Regions from separate parts of the Mus musculus genome. Here region 2 is linked to region 1. Evidence: chromatin contacts called from public Hi-C data. All regions are on one chromosome and are shown on one strand. Each heading gives the region's core, a stretch centred on a gene start, on an enhancer-like site or on the middle of the called end of the contact. The rest is flanking DNA. Distances are from core to core; before and after follow the strand shown. Region 1 has its middle 29 kb from the start of 1110002J07Rik. Region 2 overlaps Jmjd1c (jumonji domain containing 1C).

The links. A called contact is a pair of places that touch in the nucleus more often than the background predicts.
Region 2: a contact with region 1 is called in a Hi-C map of bone marrow-derived macrophages, with 18 read pairs. The contact joins two enhancer-like sites. A contact is called at or near these places in 3 of 484 Hi-C or Micro-C datasets (Th1 cells, bone marrow-derived macrophages and microglia), 9 of 115 datasets of contacts at active chromatin or transcription factors (the 230-238 cell line, bone marrow-derived macrophages, effector CD8 T cells and 5 more) and 4 of 9 other capture datasets (adipose tissue, bone marrow-derived macrophages, liver and 1 more).

The regions. Positions count from the first base shown.
Region 1 is chr10:66,945,733-66,953,309 of GRCm38.p6, forward strand. No RefSeq gene overlaps it. Among named protein-coding and RNA genes, the nearest start is that of 1110002J07Rik, 29 kb to the left of the region's middle. Within about 2 kb of position 4,904, at least 14 of the 459 cell types and tissues checked have an H3K27ac peak or open chromatin away from gene starts, as enhancers often do. A contact at or near this core is called in bone marrow-derived macrophages, memory CD8 T cells and microglia, where this site is marked.
Region 2 is chr10:67,206,313-67,213,889 of GRCm38.p6, forward strand. All of the region lies in intron 3 of Jmjd1c (jumonji domain containing 1C), which reads left to right. Among named protein-coding and RNA genes, the nearest start is that of Nrbf2, 75 kb to the right of the region's middle. Within about 2 kb of position 3,764, at least 45 of the 459 cell types and tissues checked have an H3K27ac peak or open chromatin away from gene starts, as enhancers often do. A contact at or near this core is called in bone marrow-derived macrophages, memory CD8 T cells and microglia, where this site is marked.

The DNA of each region.
Region 1 (7,577 bases), core at 3,654-6,153:
GTTTGTGTGTGTGTGTGTGTGTGTAGCATTTTCTGTAAAACCACAATTTTTTTCTCATCCTCCTCCTTTTCTCTTTCTTTCTTTATTTTGGTTTTTTGGGGGGAGGATGTTGTTTTCTGTTTTTTGTTTTTGAGACAGGGTTTCATTGTGTGGCCTTGGCTACACAGTAGTCACTAGACTAGTAGTTCTAGTAGTCTTAGAACTCACTCTGTTGTCTAAACTGGCCTCAAACTCACAGAGATAGACCTTCCTCTGCCTCTCAAGTGCTGAGATTAAAGGCATACACCATCTCTCTCTCACACACACACACACACACACATACACACACACACACATACTCTCTCTCCCTCACACACACACACACACACACACACACACACACACACACAGTGTTTTCCCTTCTAATATAATCATAAATGTCTTCCCACTGCAATATGCTCACATGGTCTCCTGCTTTTAACAGTTGAGGTCTGTCCTTTACCCATCCTTCAGGTCAGTCCCCTAGGTTGCAACACCCCTATCTTACTCTGCCATCATTATAAATGATGCTGAGCTAAACATTCCGGGTGTACACTGAAGTTTCCACACAAAGGCACACCCATGTGAGAGATTCTCCAAGGCTGACTGGCTGATTAGAATTTATGACTGTGGACAGTTGGAATGTTGCAAAACTGGAGGCAAATTATCCTGGGCTTATCTTTAGTCCCTGTAACAGCCACGTGTTACCCAGTTCTATGTCAAACCTAACATCCTTGTGACTATTAAACAGATTATTTTGAAATGTGATGACAGACTCTTGACTTCTACATGCAAAACCTAAGGCCACCCACCATCACACAATATCTGAAACCAACAGCCCACTGTAACCCACTATGGTGGTTCAGCTACCTATCAACTTGACACAACCTAGAATCACTTGGAAAGGCAGGCTCCACGAGGAACTAGCTAGGTCTGATTGCCTTGTGGACATTTGTAAGTGATTGTCTTGATTTTTAATCGATGAAGAAGATTCAGTCCATCATAGGAGGTACCATTCCCTAGGCAGAGCATTTGAAACACTTCCTAATCAAGGAATCAAGCAGTGCATTCTTCCTTTTCCTGCTTTTGACGGTGGATATAATTCTGGGAGGTCCTGCCTTGACTCCCCTGGAATAATGGACCATGGTTCAGCTAAATAAATCCAAGCAAAACCTTTTCCTACTTTGCTTTTGGGGTGAGTATTTGTCACAGCTACAGAAATGAAACTATAACAGCCACCTACCTGCTGTTTCCACCAACGGGCTTGAAAACCGATTCGACTCAGTACTTTCTTTTGTTCTGTAATGATACAAACCTTGTGAAACCATTTCCACATTCATGGTCTTTGGGAAAATCTGCATCCACACTCTTAGACTGTGGTCATGCTTATTTGGCTCCAGAATAAACTCTCTTTTATTTGTTTTAAGAACTGTGCTTTGTTTATATCAGTGGTAAAAAATACCTAACCATGTTGATATAGTGTGTGTGGTATGTATATAGTCATCCTTATAGTGATAGCTATAGTTATACACACCCCAGAGCTCATTTGGAGGTCAGAGGACAATTTTCAGGAGACGGTTCTCCCCTTTCACCATGTGGGTATCAGGGATTGGACTCAGGTCCTCAGGCTTATCAGGAATTGCATTTACCTGTGACCCACTAGGAGCGTCAGTGAAAGTCATTCACAGTAGCATGGGTGATTGGTCAGTGATTACACCACTAGGGAAAAATGTCTTTCCCTCTTCCAGTAGCCATTAACTGCCTATATGTCCTCAAGGAGAGACGGGGGCCTCTTGAATCTCTCCTTCTCCATAATGAATTGTTGATGGCCAGGCCCCATTCTGTACAGCTATTCAGAACCACTGAGCAGTTAGGAATGCAACAGCTATGTTTTGTGTTGGTTTTGTTTTCTTTAAGATCCTGTAGCCCAGGCTGGCCTCGAAATCTTCCCATTCTATCTCCTGAGTCCTGGGATGAAAGGTGTATACCACTGTGCACTGTAAATGGGGTACCAAAGCTAGCACCCAGGGCTTTGTGGTTGCTAAGCAAGTGCTCTACCAACTGAGCTACATTCAGCTCCAACATAGATACTGAGTATGGATACTGATTTAGATAATCCGATGCTATTCCAGAAATCTAGTTTCTGGACTTTTACTATGTTCTGCTAAATGATTTTTAAAGGGTTAAAATTGCATCCAAGAGGAAATTGGCATCAGTGCACACAGATACACAGAGAAAGCTATAAGCCACAAGATGATGCCTTTAAAACCAGCATGTTGGGGAATAAGCCAAACTCACCTCACTGGCTATGTGCCTTCTTACTTTTGTTAGGAGAGCTCTCTAAGGGGGGAGACTATTATCCTGACAGAGATACTCTGTGCTTCTGAGCTCTACCTCTGGGGACTTGGGGAATGGTCCTACTAACTCTTTATTTTTTTAAGAATTCTCTTTTTTTAAAGTTTTTTTTTTTTTTTTGGTTTTTCAAGACAGGGTTTCTCTGTATAACCCTGGCTGTCCTAGAACTCACTCTGTAGACCAGGCTAGCCTCAAACTCAGAAATCTGCCTGCCTCTGCCTCCCAAGTGCTGGGATTAAAGGCATGCGCCACCACTGTCCAGCTATTTATTTATTTCATCTTTATGAATACACTGTAGCTGTCTTCAGACACACCAGAGGAGGGCATCAGATCCTATTTATAGATTGTTGTGAGCCACCATGTGGTAGCTGAGACTTGAGCTTGGGACCTTCAGAAGAGCAGCTAGTGCTCTTAACTGCTGAGCCATCTCTCCAGTCCTAGCTCTTTTTTTTTTTTTTTTTTTTTTTTTTTATATTCTGCCTTAGGCCTGAAGAGTTGAGCTTTTAGAAACTATGGGGGAGGTAGAAGCGATCAAATGTAGATGTCTTGTCCTGTTGGGTAGGATGCTTGACCCTGAAGAGCCACACAGATTTCCTTCCAAGGACCACTCTGGTGTGTTACACACATTAGGTTACAAATTTTAATTTGCCTTTATTTTTTATCTGCTATATATATATACACACATATATGATAAAAGTGATATCTGTCTTTAATTGTGACATAAATAAGAAGTCCGGAGGCCTTCATTTTCTGTGCTCCGTGGAACATAATTCTTGGATCACTCTTAGAGAACTGGTGAGAAGACAAGCATACATACCTAGCATACATACATACCTAGACACATACATACATACATACCTAGACACATACATACATACATACCTAGACACATACATACATACATACCTAGACACATACATACATACATACATACCTAGACACATACATACATACATACCTAGACAACATACATACATACATACCTCGACACATACATACATACATACCTAGACACATACATACATACATACCTAGACACATACATACATACATACCTAGACACATACATACATACATACCTAGACAACATACATACATACATACCTAGACAACATACATACATACATACCTAGACACATACATACATACATACCTAGACAACATACATACATACATACCTAGACAACATACATACATACATACCTCGACACAGATTTGACAAAAGCTGAAGTCAGAGCAGGTGTTATGGTCAGTTAGAGTTATCGAATTTCTAGGTTATTTTAAAGCAAACATGGAAACATTATTAAATATACTTCCACCAAATTGCCCAAAGAGATCTCAGAAAAAAAGGACGGGAATCTCTAAATGCCATCACTTGATGTTGTTGTTTTTCTGTTCTAAATAAACAATCCCCTTTCTATATAATTTTAATCTAGTCCTATAGGGCAGGGGACAGAGATGGAGACAGGCAGAACCCTAGGGTTGCTGGACAGCCGTTCAGTGGTCATCAGGTTCAGTGAGAGACTCTGTCTCAAAATGTAAGGTGGAGAGTGTTAGGGGAAGACACATAACGTGGACACACATGGTGCATACTCTCTCTCTCTCTCTCTCTCTCTCTCTCTCACACACACACACACACACACACATACACACACACACACACACACACACACACCACAAATATATACACAAAAGTAGATTTGAGTAGCTTTGTCAGATCCTTTCTAACTTTGAAAATCCTTTCATTAAATCCGTTTTGCCAGAGAGGGCTGGGATGTCATTCACTTGTCTAATGTGCACAAAGCCCTTGTTCCTAACCCCAGCACTGCAGACACAACACGTGGAAAGCACACATCTGTCATCTCAGCACTCAGGATGTAGAGACGGGATGATTAGGGGTTCGAGGCCATCCTTGGCTATAGAACAAATTTGAGGCCAGTCTGGGTTACCTGATACCCTGCTGAAATGAGACTGGAAAGGATGGCGGGCTGGAGAGATGGCTCAGCAATGAAGAACACTGGCTGCTCTTCCAGAGGGACCCAGGTTTGATTCCCAGCACTCATATGGTGGTTCATGTCTGTGACTCCAGTTTCAAGGAATCCGATACCTTCACACAGACATACATGCAGACAAAACACCAATGGACATAAATTTTTTTAAAAATTAAATTTCTTTAAAAAGCAAGAAAAGAGAGAGGGAGGGAGCGAGGGAGGGGCAGGAGGGGGGCTCATTATAAAAGAAAACAAAAATTAACTCTTCATTAATGTGAACAGCTGTGCAGTCATCATCTAACTAAGTACTTATTTTGTGAGTATCCGTGAGTAAATGAAGTTCTTCCATTAGGCAATGCTAGTGTAATGCCACCATTGGACTGAGTTCCTTCGTACAGACCGGACATGCCCTATACAGGCTGGGTAGGTGAGGCTCCCTGTTCAGACGAACCCATCTCCACCATATCAGTACCCAGAATCATCCCTTCTGAAAGAGGAAGATGCATTCCTCCAGTGAGAATGAGGTCAACTGAAATCTCAGTTCTAGAAAAGTCTGAACAAGCCAGAGGAGGCCTTTCAGAGAAGTCGGGGACAGCTGGCTTTCTGCTGAGCAAGATCTGAGAAGGTTTTAAATGGAAGGGGAAATCACAATACAGTTAGCCTTCAAACACAAGAATAAATTAAAAGTTGAACACACTCCTTTGGGTGATGAATTCTATAGCCTGCCTTGGTCTGTGGGACAGAGGGTTGAGGGTTGAAAGGACAGAGTCATGAACGCACAGGGACCCTAGATAGCCAAAGTCATATACTTCCATGCAGCCAAAGGCCAGACACTTGGTCCCATAACCAGGTGGGACGGAGCCAGGGCTAGACCCTGTGACCAGCAACCTGGTGCAGGTTCTTCCGTACCAACCTGAGCTTGCGGTTCAGAGCCTGTCTTCCCATCTTTATTACACAGCTGGGAGCTTATGGACCAAAACATGCTTTCTGCCTAAACCCGATGACCAATTTTGTAATCCAGTTAAATCAACTGAAACTATGGGTATTGGTGCTAATGAGCTCGCTCAACTCCCAAGCTGCAGGAGCAGGAAAGCCACTGTCCCCTGAAGTAGGGCACTGCACCTTCTTTCCTGCGTGTCTTCCTTGGAGCCAAAGGAAAGGAGCATCCTTATCTTATAGACACTCACAGAAGCTTCAACAAGAGCAGAATATGGTGGTGTACTCCTTTAATTCCAGCACTCGGGTAGTAGAAGCAGAGCAGCCTGTTGTACAGAACGAGTTTCAGAACAGTTATGACTACACAGAGAAACTCTGTCTTGAAGGAGAAAAAAAAAATCCAAACAAGCAAGCCTGCTACATTTCCCTTAGTCTGTAGCATCGGATGGTACCCCCGCTGTCTCGCCATACTTCTGCAAGACTAAGTCGAATCTACTGAGCACTAAAATACAGAGGCTTCCAGCTGGAGGGGTGGCTTAGTGGTTAACAGCCTTGGGTGCTCTTTGCAGAAGGCCCACTTCCGGTTTCCAGCAACCACATGGATAGCAACTCTCTGGATCCAATCCCCTCTTCTGATCTCCACAGGCATTCACATGGTCCACACATGTACATGCAGACAAAACACTCACACACAATAAATAAATAAATCTAAAAAAAAAATTTTTTTTAATGGAGAAATGTTGCTGTTTCTTCCAGTCTTCTCCAAAGGCCCCTGCGTGTGGCAAACATATTAAGTGAATGCGTATGCTTGTTTTACGTCCGTTTGTCTTTTGTTCCAAGTATCCCAGCCATGAGGCTGGAGGGACCTGATACAAAGATACGTTTTCTTCATCACATGCTAAGCTAGACAAATCCATGGGTATCCTTTAGAGCCCAGAGAGAAGACCCACACATGTGCGCAGTCTTGATGAACGAAGGTGATTGACTGAGTTAGAGATGTAACTCAGCGATACAGTCCTTGCCTGTCAATCACCAGGACCACTCAGAAAGGAAGGTGGAGCGTTAGGTCAGAGGTAGTGAGCAGTGTGCTCCCACGATGCTTTAAAGAATGGTTATCTGTAAGGAACGAGGTGGAACGCTACTTTGGACTCTCTGCCCCACCCCACCCCACCCCAACCCCCCCTCCCTGCACAAAACAATCTCACAGTCGTGATATGTAAACAGCTAAATCTTTTCAGGGTTTGGGGATAGATGCTTATAATACTAGCACGGAGGAAGAGGTATTAGGACTACACAAGACTCTGTCTCTAAAAACGAAGGAGAGAGAGAGAGAGAGAGAGAGAGAGAGAGAGAGAGAGAGAGAGAGAGAGAGAGAGAGAGAGAGAGAGAGAGAGAGAGAGAACTGAAACTTTAGGACTGGAAAGATGGCTCAGCAGTTAAGAGCACTGACCGCTCTTCCAGAGGTTCTGAGTTCAATTCCCAGCAACCACATGGTGACTCACAGCCATCTGTAATGGGATCTGATGCCCTTTTCTGGTGTGTCTGAGGACAGCTACAGTGTACTCACATACATAAAACAAATAAATAAATCTTTTTTAAGAAGAGCTAAAACTTTAAATGTTTAGAAGGAAAGTAAGAAAATGGGTTTATGCTGTTAGAATACAGACATGTTCTTCAGCAAAAACACAGCCGAAAAACATTAGGGAATGCTCTATCGATTGCTTGCTTGCTTGGTTTATTTGTCAACTGATTTGGAGCAAGGTCTGCTGTAGCTCAAGCTAATCTCAGATTTGTGACATAGTCAAGGGTGATCCTAATTTCCTATCCTCCTGCCTCCACCTCCCAAATGCTGGGATTACAAGAGTACCTGAGGGATCAAACAGAGGACTTTGTGGGGGCGAGGCAAGCACCCAGCCCCAGGAAACACTTATTAATTGGACTGCCTTTAAAAATACATCAAAGGACACATGCCTACATAATTACATTCATTTATAAATATTTGTTGAACTATCTCCTTAAGATTCATGCCTACACAGGGAGAGGGGCAGCATTTGGGATGTAAATAAAGAAAGAAATAGATTAATTAATTAATTTTTAAAAAGCTAAGTTGGGTGGGATGGTGACAATTAAATTATATATTTATGATATGTATGCTTATTTTTATGCCTTAGGCTTTATATTTTCTTTCATGTCTAGCTATTAAAATTTATGTAACTTGAATTGGGGAACAAATGTTAAAGATGTAGATATGCAGCAACTCACCTTAGCTTAGATTTG
Region 2 (7,577 bases), core at 2,514-5,013, 260 kb after region 1:
GATACATGTACATCATCCCCCTTTCCTTTTTCTCTCTCCAATCTCTCCCATATTACATGCTGCACCCACTGCAAAATCCATGGCCTCTTTTCCTTTTACACACATACATATACACCTACAAAAATACTCTAAAATAAATAAACACAACCTGTTTAGTCTAATGTTACTGGTTTTTTTATGGTTTCTGGGCTAACTGGTTGTTATTGGATAGCCACCTGGGATAGTTGGATAGTGGATAGTCAACTTCTTCCCTGCAGAAGACCATTTTCCCCATGCAACATTCCATAGTTGTCCATAGAGCTCATGTTAGGGCCCCATGAGTTTGGTCATTCCCTGTGAGCACGTTCTGATGGTGTTGTCAATGTTTAGGTTGTCATCTTGATGAGTCTTCATGGGTGTAGCTTCTCTGATGTCCCTAGGACATACAATCTCATACCAAACTTCCGGTTCCTCTGGCTCTTACAATCTTAATGTATGCTCTTCCACTCGTGTGTTGTTATAAAGGAAGTCCCATGTGCCATATGTCACCTGTTTTTATTTTTTTGTACATGTGTATACATGTAAATAATAAAATAGCTAATCTCTTCATTACTTGCATTTGTCGGTTTCTCCCTTGTAGTTTTTATATTAAGTGGCTTCCCAATTTGGTTGCTTGCTATTTTACAACCTACCCTAGATGGTGTCAGGTTTCAACTTTTTCTGTGCTCTGAATCAAGTTCTATACAAAAACCTCATGTCTACTATTAGATAATTATTTATTTAGCCATTTATATATTCTGAGTACTTCCAAGATAAATTCCTGTCCTCATAGAGCTTAAGTTTTACAGGAGGTATGGTGGATAATGAAACAATAAGCAAACTCTGTCATAATAAACATTTTAATAACATCTATTTTATTTAATAACAAAATAAAAATTGAGTAATTTTAAAGCCATTAGAATTGAGAGGGAGGGGGCTGCACTTTTAATCCCAGCACACCTGAGGCAGAAGCAGGCAGATCTTTGTGAGTTTGAGGCCTGCCTGGTCTACAGAGTGAGTTCCAGGACAGCCAGGGCTACACAGAGAAACCCTGTTTCAAAGAAACCAACCCTACCTCCAAAAAAACAAAACAAAACAACAACAGCAAAAAAAAAAAAAAAAAAAAAAAAAAAACCAACAACAACAAAAAGAAAGAAAGAAAGGGAGAAAGAAAAGAAAGAAAGGGAGAAAGAAAGAAAGAAAGAAAGGAAGAAAGGAAGAAAGAAAGAAAGGACTTAATTAATTGGGAGGGTGGCCACTGGATGACTGTGCAGCCCTGTAACTAGAGCATTGTGGAGTCCTGGAGGCAGTGTTGTGAACAGTGCTGTGAGGGAGAGAAGGCCTAGAATGGACACAGCTAGTCTGTACCATTGCAAAGATGAAAACTGTATCACACTGTCTAGCATTATGATTTCAGCTTTTTTTTTTAAGTTAATCCATACTTACAATGTCCTTTAGAGTCCTCAATGTCCTTAAGAGTCCTCAGCACACTCCATTGTTTGATCCTTCTGTGTTTGCATGCCTGTTTCAGTTTGGGAGGCTTTTCCCCTGATCTCCTGTATTCATGCAAGTACCTTTTGTATTTTTTAAAGATTTAACTCAAAGAACTCATTTTTTTCCCCTCAGTTTACAAAAGGACCACTTGCTCTTCAGAGATAACTTTTCCTGTTGTACCTAACTAGCTCTCTTGTCATCCCCACTAAAGCATGTGTGAATTCTGTATCCTAAATGAAACTTTTTGCATTATGTCTCTTCCACTGGACTTAGAATGTTCTTGGCAGGAATGCTGGCTTGTATGTGATGTCACCCCCTGTCATAGTAATCGATCGTCACTAGGTTTCAAAATCCTGTGGGGGGAAACTGCATTGATAGTAAATGTACTAACACAAGCAGAGAGGCCTTTTTTTTTTAAAGATTTATTTATTATTATATGTAAGTACACTGTAGCTGTCTTCAGACACACCAGAAGAGTGCAATCAGATCTCATTAGGGATGGTTGTGAGCCAACATGTGGTTGCTGGGCTTTGCACTCAGGACCTTTGTAAGAGTGGTCAGTGCTCTTAACCACTGAGCCATCTCTCCAGCCCCGAGAGGCCATTTCAAACATAATTAGACAAACTCTCTAATTCAGTCTCTCATACAGTGGGATATAAGAAGTCGAAGGAGAATGTTTTAAAAGTGTCAGATTGTAGCTTTGATAGCACAAGAGGTTGTGAAAAGAAAGTAAAAAAAGGTACTAATTGAATTATGATTGCATCCTAACATAGTAATCAATAGTAACGACTCCTATGAGTATCTGTAAAAGCTTAAATTACGTTTAGAAACATACTCATGTGTAACTCTATTTATAGAAGAATTACAGTTTGAGTAAAATTTAAAACTAAGTGTTGTTAGAGAACAAGTTTCCCTCTGCGCTAGAGACTGCATACATGTCCTTTTAATTGCTAGCATGCGCACCTCTACCACTAAGTACATTCTGAGCCCAAATACCCTGCCTTCCTAGAAAATGGTAGCAAACATTTTAATGCCTTCACAACTCAATACTTCTTAAACAAACAACAAAAAGACAGCGTCTCGTTGTTGCCCCTGTTTGGCCTAGAATTTAATGTAGACCATGCTGGCTAGCCTCAAAGCTCAGAGAGATAATTGCCCTTTTTATGTTCCTAGTGCTGGGATTAAAGGTATACACCACCATACCTCGCTCCCCGTTTTGTTTTTAAAACCAGGAATTCTTACGTATACTAAACATCACTTTAACAGTAGAAATTAAATGTTGAATATCATTGTCAAGTACAGCATGCATACTGCCATCCTTAATAATATTGAGCTGTTCAAGTATTTTGTTACCATAAAACTAATTTTAGGTTCCCTATCCCCTGTTTGTTACTTTGTTCTCTGTCTCGTCCCCACCCCCGCCCCCAAGTGTGTGTTTAGACCAGTGTGGCTTATTTATCCTGCACCTCCTAAGTACTGGGGTTAGAGGTGTGTGCAGACCTTCATTATTGCTATTTTCGTAACAATACATATCTCATGTATTTGCAGATGTATGTATGTATGTATGTATATTATCAAAATTCTCCCAGAGGTCCTGAGCTCAAATATGACTAACCCCAGGAATCATTCTAATTTGAACTAGATTTTTTTAAGGATGACTTTTTATATTATGTGCATAAGTATTTTGCCTACATGTATACATGTGTATGTACCACATGCACACCTAATATTCATGCAGGCCAGAAGGCTCCAGATTCTGTGAACCTGGAGTTATGGGCAATTAGGAGTCACCATATAGGTGCTAGGAATTGAACTCAGGACCTCTGGAAGAACAGCCAGTGCTCATAACTGCTAAGCTATCTCTTCAGCGTCCACCCTCCCCTTCATTTTTAGAGGAATGGATGGTATAGTACTTCTCAGGTGTGTGTCCTTACCATAGAAGCATGAATAAAAGAGAAAGATAGTTCAGAAATCTGTAGTAGAGAATTAGTTTAGAAGTTACATAAATACATTTTAATTGAATGTTCATTTCATATAAAAACTAGAGTAGAACTTTGAGGTTTGTTCTGTAAGAATCAGAAAGTCATAGACGAAACTTTATGTATATACTATCCGACTTAGCTAGACTTCCTATTGCTACAACAAAATACCAGGACCAAAGAAACTTGGAGGAAAGGGCTTATGTGGCTTACACTTCCACAGCACTGTTTATCATCAGAGGAAGTCAGGACAGGAACTCCAGCAGGGCTGACACCTGGAGGCAGAAGCTGATGCAGAGACCACAGAGAGATGCTGCTTACTCTCATACTTCCCCATGGCTTGCTCAGCCTGCTTTCTTTTAGCAACAAGGACCACCAGTCTTGGGATGGCACCACCCACAATGTCCCTTACATAGAAAATGCCCTACAAGATTAGCTGCAGCCTGATTTTTATGGGGCCATTTTTCAGCTGAGGTTCCCTCCTTTCAGCTCACTCTAGTGTCTTGTCAACTTGACATAACCTAGCCATATCCCTCTCTGTTAGTTTATACCCAGCAAGCTTTAGGAGACTGCTTTCATTTTACTTAGGTTGGACTCCCCTGTTGTGGATTGTTTGTCTTTTAAGCCAAGGTGTTCTTGAATATTTTCAGTTATGACCTTAGAAAGCATTCAGGAGTCCCTGGCCTAGTTGAGGAAGCCACGGTTGGTAAACTGTGTTTAGCAGATGTTGTAAGCAGCTGACTCAGCTCCCTGCACGCCATGTCAAAAAATGGCTTGAAAGTAACTTTCCTTCATTGCTTTCTAGATTTTTAAAAACGTTCACAAGTATTTGGGACATCAAAAAGAATTGTGTGAATTTAGAAGGAAACATTTTTTAATAGCTTTTTTCTTTTTTTTAAAGGCAAGATTTCTCTTTGTGTTTTCCTGGCTGTCCTAGAACTCACTATGGAGACAAAAGTGAAATTGTACACTGTTCTGAAATTGTATCCCTGTTCTGGCTCCCCGAGTGCTAGGATTAAAAGTGTGTACTACCCACCACTCCTGGCTTGGCTTTGTTGTTTATTTGGTTGTTTTAAATAGTATGGTTTAACAGAGGATGGAGAAGGCCTTATTACTAATGATACTGCAAATTGTCAAAATGCAGGAGTATTATAGTTCTTTACATTTTCTTGTCAAAGGATTTCACTTTAAAAATTATCTAAAACAACAAAAAAACCTGTGGATTATTTTCACTTCTTGCCTCTATGTCTCCCTTATTTTCAAAACAGGATCTTGTTATATAGCCCTGGCTAGTCTAAAACTCTATGTAAGGTAGGCTAGCCTCCAGTTTACAGCAGTCTGCATACCTCTGCCTCTTACCTTTTGAAAAAAGGCCCGCACCACACTGCATTGTACTGCTACTATCTTTGAAGGAAGACATCATTGAACAGGGAAATAAAGCTATTGAGTTGTTTTTCTAAAGTTGTTGAGGGTAATGGTATATTATGTTTGATAAATTAAAATTTTATTTATAAATTTGTAACCCATTTTATGAGACCATGTTACTAATAAGCTATTGGAAACATAGCAGAGTTTTGACACATTTGATTCTATGTGCTCGTGGATCATTGAAGGAAGGATCATTATAGAAAGGCCTTGGCGTGACTGTTGCTCATTTCCTTTCCAGCTGGGCACTTTGGGGAGAAGGACTTGGTTTATGATTTTCTGTTTCGGGGAACAAATCATCATCATAGTTGTTGCTGGAATCTCTAGACTCGCTGGCCGGAGCGGGGCTCAATCTTAGTAGCTGTGTGAGACCCTGAGATTATCCTTGGTCGTGGCTAGGGACGCACAGTCCTGTGCCCCTCCTGCCATGTGGATTCAGGTTGTCAGGCTGGATAGCAAACTTTTACCTGCCAGTCTGTCTCTGACACTTTTGAGTTTTAGAACATTTTTAAAAGTTATTTTTACCTGTGTCAAGTGGTGCATAAAGTGTCAAAATGGCAATCTATAAAGACTGAAAATCGATTTGTGCTATTAGTTACTTAATTTTACATTGTATTGAGATAAAAGGCAGTAAAGGGTTTGCCACTGTGCTTGATAAAATGAGTTTGATTCCCTTTACCCATCCCCATGATAGATAGGTCACTCCCTCAGGCTGCCCTCTGACATCCACTTTGGCACACACATACATAAAATGTTTAAAAAAATGTAATTTGGTTGCCTATTAAATACATGTGTGCTTTATATTTGTGTGTGTATGTTTGTATATATGCATGCACATAAAATTTATTATATATAAAGATATGACTGTTGGAAAAATCTCCTCACTCTGTGTGCCTTAGCTTTGTCATGTGTAAAATGGAGATAGTGTTCGGTACTACAGTGGTATATTGAGGGTTAATTGCCATAATACAGGCAAGCAGCTGCTGTCTAAAAGTCCTGTGATTAAGTAAACACTGCTAACAAGACTTACTCAGTAACTAGTTCTTTCAAGTGGAACATTAACTTTTTTAGTTGGAAAAATAATAAAGGGGCTGGTGAGATGGCTCAGTGGGTAAGAGCACCCGACTGCTCTTCCGAAGGTCCGGAGTTCAGGTCCCAGCAACCACATGGTGGCTCACAACCATCCGTGGCAGGATCTGACTCCCTCTTCTGGAGTGTCTGGGGACAGCGACAGTGTACTTATATATAATAGATAAATAAAATCTTTAAAAAAGAAAAAAAAATAATAAAGAAAAGCATACTTTGTTATCTTTTCAGGCAAAATATACTGGGTTGTTGCTGGGTTGTTGTTGTTGTTTGCTTGCTTAGTTTTTTGAGTTAGGGCCTGGCTTTGGCTAATCTGGAGCTCACTGTAGAGAGATCCCCCTGCCTCTGTCTCTCAGGTGCTGGATAACTATGTGCATGACCAGGTCTGGCAAGACAAATGTTTTTAAAAGCCATTACTAAAGGAACTTTCTTTTGAAGAAATATTTTCTATTAAAAAATTCTGGCCTATGATAGATAGAAAATTATATTAAAGCATTTGCATCTTATTATCTTTTTGTTTAGTTAGCGTTTTCATTTCATTATGATATGAAATCTGTCGTTTCCATTTTCCATTGAGCTTAAAGTTTGGTTTTTGTGTTATTTAGTGTCTCCCAATAGCGCAGCATCAGCATCATAATGTTTGAGAATGGGGATGTTCTTAGTATGCAGGTCGAGTCTGAGGGCTATGCTGTTTGTGCTACTCCACACAGATGACTACTAGCGTTGAAGCATTTATCATGACTGTAATTCCATTGAACAAACACTATGATTGTTCTGTCAATTCAGAGACAGCGTTTAGGTCAAAATTGCTTTCCCAAGCTAGAATATCAAAGTTAGCTAAGAGAATTCAAAATATTCATTGAAAAATACTGTAGTTTAATACTTTTTTTCACTTTACATGAAGTTTATAGTAACAAGACTTTTAGAGAATTAGTTTGTCAAATACTTGAATTGTTAACAAAGTTAACAGTAAATACAAAAAAGGGGAAGAATAACAAAATGAACACAGTTTCTTCAGTAGTATGTATGTTGTATGTATGTAAAAATCTCCCAATAAAAATAGGAAGCAGGGCTGGCGATTAAGAGTACTGGTTGACTGTTTCAGAGGACTTGGACTTAATTCCCAGCATCTACACGGCAGCTCACAACCTTCTGTCTCTAGTCACAAGTGACCCAAAGCTCCCTTCTGGCAACTGCAGGCAGCAGACACATATGTGCATCACACAATACACACACACACACACACACACACACACACACACACACACACTTGTAGGCAGATGTTTCACAGAATTTGAGTTTACTTTGTGCAATGTAGGCCATTACATATATATAATCTCAAGGGATGGTGTGCTGAGTGCGAAACACCTCAGTGTGGACCACAGTATCTGTGAGTGAGTACCCTGCATAGATGCTGGGGTTTGTTGGTTTGGTTTGGTTTGGTTTGGTTTGGTTTGGTTTGGTTTGGTTTGGTTTGGTTGGTTGGTTTTGTTGGTTGGTTTTTGGTCAAGCTCTCACTCAGTCCCAGGCTTGCCTAGAGCTCACTGTAAACTAGGCTGTGTTTCCTCAGTTATT